Linked DNA regions of Triticum aestivum: region 1 is linked to region 2. A link is a contact called in public Hi-C data. All regions are on one chromosome and are shown on one strand. Each heading gives the region's core, a stretch centred on a gene start, on an enhancer-like site or on the middle of the called end of the contact. The rest is flanking DNA. Distances are from core to core; before and after follow the strand shown. Region 1 holds the start of LOC123121393 (ASC1-like protein 1). Region 2 holds the start of LOC123121390.

The links. A called contact is a pair of places that touch in the nucleus more often than the background predicts.
Region 1: a contact with region 2 is called in a Hi-C map of leaf, with 6 times the contacts expected there. The contact joins the promoter of LOC123121393 here to the promoter of LOC123121390 in region 2.

What each region holds. Positions count from the first base shown.
Region 1 is chr5D:310,133,920-310,136,877 of IWGSC CS RefSeq v2.1, forward strand. It overlaps LOC123121393 (ASC1-like protein 1), which reads left to right and starts at 1,559. Exons shown (of 6, transcript XM_044541352.1): 1 at 1,559-2,110. The coding sequence starts at 1,949.
Region 2 is chr5D:309,238,786-309,241,958 of IWGSC CS RefSeq v2.1, forward strand. LOC123121390 reads left to right here and starts at 1,778. Exons shown (of 4, transcript XM_044541347.1): 1 at 1,778-1,979; 2 at 2,925-3,173. The coding sequence starts at 2,984. It overlaps LOC123121391 (serine-threonine kinase receptor-associated protein), which reads left to right. Exons shown (of 7, transcript XM_044541348.1): 7 at 585-1,148. The coding sequence ends at 817.

The DNA of each region.
Region 1 (2,958 bases), core at 309-2,808, 890 kb after region 2:
CGCGAGAGGACGCCACCGCCCCGCCGCCGCCGGCTCCAGTCGGGCTTAGCCCGGCCGCGCCCCCTGGCAGCGGCAAGGGAGGATGAGGAGGGAGGAGGACCGGCGGCCGAGATCTGGGGATCCCTCCATGCCGCCACGCGGCGCGGCGAAGGGGAGGGAGGGCGGCCAGACGTGTATCCTAGTGGGGAGAACCACAACGTTGCAATAATAATAAGAATTAATTCTCATAATGTAAATCTTCTATCGTGATACCACCTTCGCTCAGGTTTATTAGACCCCCTCTTATTTTGGGCTAAAATTTGACTATAAATTTAACTAATAAAGTTCAAACTATATTTCATAAAAATTATACTATGAGAAAGCCTTTTTAAATACAAATCCAATAATATACTTTTTGTATAATATAATTTATATTTTGTTAGTTTTGTAGATGATCAAACTTTGACCCAAAATACGAGGATACTCAGTAAACTGGAACGGAGGTAGTAGTACCTATTAGCCAACCAGGCGCGTTATAAAATCTCTCAGGGCCGCAGTTTATTTTTTAAAAGAACTTTTAACCTATACATATTCAATCATGCTAGTATAATGAACATCATAAATAAATAAAATTATATCCAAATTTGTAGACCGCAACATGCGCCTTGTACGTTGTGCATGCAGTGGAGCTCACATCCAACGACCCAGCGCACGTCTGGTGTTCAATTTGCCGTGATTAACTGACGTGGTTAATGGCACGGCCGTTGTCTTCCTAATATACAACAGTTATCACGATATTAACTACGTGGGCGACTAATATTGCAGGAGTAATTAATTAATTCTTTAATTACTTGATTGGACCAACCCCACAACCATTGTAGTGGTATTGTACATTCCAACCATGAGAACATAACACAAACCAACCTGTGGTTGCATAGTTCTGTTGCTCGTATTTATTTTAGTGATGTGTATTCATTGGGACGAGACGTTCTTGTTGACTACCAGCTGCCTTTAGTGATTCCGTCAATTTCAAGATGATATATCGGCTCGGTCTCTCGGAGGTGCTCTTGAGTGTATAGAGATGAGTGTATGCGCGTATATATAAGTGTTTGCGTCTATACTGTGTTAAAAAACATGAGAGCATAATGAAAATGACTTTTCCTTTTTATATAAACTAAACAAGGTATGAGTGAGCTTTCTTTCTTTTTGGCCACGAAAACAGTCCATGAGTTGACAAAAGCGTGCATTTTACAATAACATAAAAAAAACCGAGATCAATCAATCTACATATGGACGGGCGAAAGTGACAGATTTGGTTGCACAAATACGACGTGCTTACAGAACCCTGGATTTGAATTTCGTGACACGGGCACACAGAACAGCACCATGTGCCAGCGCTCTAAAATTTCAATTCCCAAGAAAAGCTCTAGATTTTGACGAGTTTTGGCGACAACGAAATCCAGCCAGCCAGCCATACCGATATGCCCTCGATCGGGGTCACGTGGAGACATGCCCAGCACGAACCAGTCGACCGGAGACAAAGGGGATTTGTACCCTTTCTTTTTCCGTCACAGACGGGATCCCGCCGCCTGGTTGCTTCGTAACCAATAACGCCGCTACTAAATTATAAAGCTGACGCTCAGATCTCATCTCCCCACCCAACCCAACCTAACCCCAGTGGATTCTCCAATCCCCCGCAGAAAAGGGCGCCAGTGCATCCGCTCCCGTTCCTAGCAGCAATCCGTTACCACCAAGGCGGAAGATTTAGTACTCCTCCTCGTCTACTTCTTGCTCAGCTCCACCCACACCGAATCTAGCATCGCGGCGGCTTCGTGTTGACTCGTCTGTCCTCCTCCCCGGCTCGGGAGCGCTCGTGGGCTTCTCGGATCGGCGGCGCGTCCGCTTTCCGTGCTCGGATCCAAGAAACCAGCTGGGAGTTAGGTTCTTGGATTTGGATCTCCCACCCGCAATGGCGGCGCTCGTGGAGCTCTTCACGAGATCCTACTCGTCCTCCACGCCGGTGGACTGGGAGGCGGAGGCCTACCCGGCGTACGGCGACTACGCCGTGCTTCCCATCCTTGTCGCCTTCTTTCCCGCCCTGCGCTTCCTCCTCGACCGGTTCGTCTTCGAGGTAAACTGCCTGGCTGCTCCCCTCTTCGGTTTTTAGTGGTTCATCGGATCCGGAATGCCCGTGGTAAGCTGCAGTTAGTTGCTGGATAAGCATTCCCCCTTGAGTTTCTTGCTTCAGTATTGCTAGTGATGAATCAGTTTTCTCATAAAACTGATGTGCCTGGATAACAGTTTCGGTAACTGTGCATGTTCTGATGTGAGCCTCTGTAACTATGGATCAAATTGTCAATCAGAAAAACAAATAGAAACTAGAAAATACAGCACCATAGCAATAATGTACTGCATTTTGATTGAGATTGTGCTGGATTCGGCTCGATAAAGCTGTGGTCATCGTGACTGCTTTTTCGAAAGTTGCCTTCTCTTTAACAAAATAATCGAATCATTGACACGCTCTTAGATGCCACTTGTTTTCCCTCTTGTTTAGGGCGGTACTTTTAAACATCTTCATACTGTGAAGTGTGTGATTCTTTGGGTTCTACTGATATTATTGGTTAAATGGCATGTGAGTAAAATTTGTTGTGCTATATTGCTAGTGAATCAGATGTGAGGCGGGACATGCTACTATCCAAGTTTATCTAGAAAATTATAGAACATGTACTGGAAGCTTAACATTTGCAAAATATTATCCGCTCTTACTTTTTTGAATTTTCAAACCGGGGGGGGGGGGGGGGGGGGCTGTTCCCACCTTAATTCATTTGCCCTACAACAAGGCTTTGCAGCCCATCGCAAGATAGGGTCCAAGTGAACAGGAGGCACAGGGGAGAAGAGATTGAGCAAAAAATAACACACACCGACAGCACACATAGTAAGGGAGAACAAAGAGGGAAAACACAACAATGAGCACCGTGT
Region 2 (3,173 bases), core at 528-3,027:
CTGTATTTATATTATCTACTACTCTTATAAAAAACCGAGTTGGTGATGATGGTGTGCCTGCCATCCTGTAATATAGACCGTCCGATCTATATCTGACGGATAGAAAGCAAACTATGACAATTTTACAAAAGATACCCGCACCTCTCTCCACATTTACAGATAAGGCCTTGCCTCGTTCATCCTTATCTCCCACAAGATAAACTACTCATACAAATGCATCTTGATGTTCCGTGCAACGCATGGGCATTTTGCTAGTATTATATTATAAAGCAGTTGGAAAGGAACATTGGAAATGGATCAATATGTTGTTCTATATTTCAATGATGAGATTCATCGATGTAATCTTAAGCAAGAGTTCCACCGGCACCGAGACTAGTTTATTAGTACTATTTTCACTCATCGTTATTTCATGTGTTTTCTGATATTGTGCGTTGACTATTTGATGGTATTTATGTTGCAGTATTGTCATGTTACTTGTTTGATTGTGCTTCAATTGTATACTTCTCAGAAGTTATTATTGGTTCCTTGTCCTCTCAATTACACTTTGCCATGCTGACATAACCGAGTATTGTTGTATTGTGCAGCCTGTAACAAAGGGCATCATGGTCCAGTTCACTGCGTCCGGTTTGCACCTGGTGGCGAATCATACGCCTCAGGGTCGGAAGATGGTACTATTCGGATCTGGCAGCTGAGCCCACCTAACGTGGATGCTGAGGAGGCGGTCGATACAAATGGTAAACCCAAGGCTGGAGCAGAGGAGATTGCGTGTAAGATCGAAGGCTTCCACATTGCCAAGGAGGAGAAGGCCGGGGAGTAGGATTACATCGTTGGATGAGATGCTGTTGTGTTATCCTCAAAGCTGCTCTTTCCGCCTTGCCTTGCGTCTGTTCGTCAAAGCCGGTGTCCGACTTAAGTGTGGCTGGCTTGTATGAGTAGTTAACTGCGCCGTGGGAAAAATCTTGCCCTTCATCGAGCAACTGCTAGGGATTTTTTGGTACACCGAGAATAAGCCAAGAGTAGAACATTTTGTGGATGAGGTGTTGATCAGGATTAGATTGAGATGCCATTGTGTATTTTGTGTTGACACATTTTTGTCCCACCCTTTTATGTTGACGATGATAGACGAAATGGTGTTGTTTTGGTTGATATTCGCTGGAGAACATGGCAGAAAGACAAAATGATATTTCCAGCGGCACTGCCTCGTGTTGTTGGCAGTTTAGTAAACTGCATTACAGTGGTAACATCGCCTGTTTGTCGCATTACTTTGTTGCCGACCGTTTAGGTGCCCTAGAAATGCGCATATCAATGCCTTCGTGCAGCAGGTGGATTAAACAACGGTTACATTCTTACCGAGCTCGCCATCACACGAGTTTCAAGTAGTAGTACCAACTGCTCCCTCCTTCCTGGTTAACTAGGCCCCTCAACACATGGGTAGTTGAAGTCAGTCAGCAGAGAAATTAGTCGGAGGCTACCGTAACTAGGTCTTCCATATTCCAATGTGAGGGTGGTGCCCGGAGATACTGTGTGACGGCACCGCTCACCCCATCCCGTGAGGGGTAAAACCGGGAGATCCGTGGACAAGCACGCGCGCACTGGACCAGACTCCAGGCAGGCAGGCAGTCAGTCAGGCCCGTCGGCGTCGTGGACACAAAGGACGGACAGACACTGGGGTGGGGGGTCCGCCCTGCTCGCAACTTGCAGCTTTGCAGCGCCGGTACACGCCGCGCTGATAATTTCATTTTATCATAGGCCCCGCCTCCCCCTTCCTTTCCTCCCCCCACACTCTCTCTCTCCAAAATCAAATCAAACCGGAGCCAAATCAAAGCAGCTCCTCCCCGGAACACCGGCCGGGAACCCCTCCCCGCCGGATCCGCCCCCGCCCCCTCCCCCGCCTCCGCCCGCGGTTCGATCCGGCGCGGCCGCCTCCGGGCCTGCATTCGAGGGGCTCCGGTCGCCGGCGCCGAGTCGTCCCCTCTTCGGTCCGTTCTCTTCCCTTCCCCCTGCCTTCAGTGCTGCTCTTCTCCGCGCCGTGTTCCAGTTGTAGGCATTCCTGGGGCGCTCCTTGCTTGGTTCGCGCTGGGGGCGAGAGCGCGGGGCTGGCGAGGTAGGGTTTGGGCTCCGGAAGTCGCGTCCCCTCTTCCCGGGGGTCTCGGTCCTTGGTGATGAGCGGGGAGGCGACGCAATGCTGCTGTTTCACTGGGGTTTAGTGTGCCAATTTTGTTGTATTTTTTTTCTTGTCATGGTGGTTCCATGTTGTTTCCCTGCTGTGAGATTCCAACGGTACCTAGGTCCTCGCATCTAGTGCGTTCTGTACCCTTTTGGAAGATTCCGGGGTAGCTCCATGGCAGGTATAACAGGGATGTTGCGTTATTAGGTTTAGATAGACGAGCCCCAGAAGATGGTTTGCATTATCAGCAGGTTTAATTTACTCACTACTTGGACGTCCCTGTCAGTTTACTGTACATTTCTCTCGTTAGATGGAATTTTGCTAGGGATTATAGGAAGTAGGCTATGTAGCTATCACCCATGTTTGAACCAAATGCAACTTCCCCGAGTCCTCTTTGCTAGAGTTTGCAAATAAATAGAACATGTCCTATATAATATCAACAAGTTTGGGTGAATCTCACTTTCCTTTGGTGGAGTTGCCACTAATGTGTTGTGTTGGTCATTTTTGCCCCTTTTTTAGTGGATAATTTTTTGCCAGTCAACTTCATATAGTTATAACTTATTCAATCACCATACTTAAGCAGTGACAGAAGGGGAAATAAAAGATAAGCTATCAAGCATGCTATATTAATTTGCTACTTCAAACTTCAAAGTGTTTTTATATGCTGACCATGGATTAAATGATCTGTTGGACTATGCTTTGTTCCTTAAGAGATTTTTTTCTTTCGTTTTGCTGATAATATGATTGCATGATGCAGTTTGAAGTATAATTTTGGAGGATCTGACTAAGGAAGCACATAAGATCGACCTGTTCTTAATGGATAAAATACCTGCTGATTGCCCTTATCCTGGATGTTTCTTCTGTGTTATGAAGGAAGCAAACCCTAGCAAAAGAAGAGCAAGTGTGCTGAAATTCTTTAGAGAACTTCCTTCCCAAGATGATGATGGCCAAGTTCTCCCTATCAGTGGCCTTTGGAACACTGCCATGGCACACCCAAATGACCCTG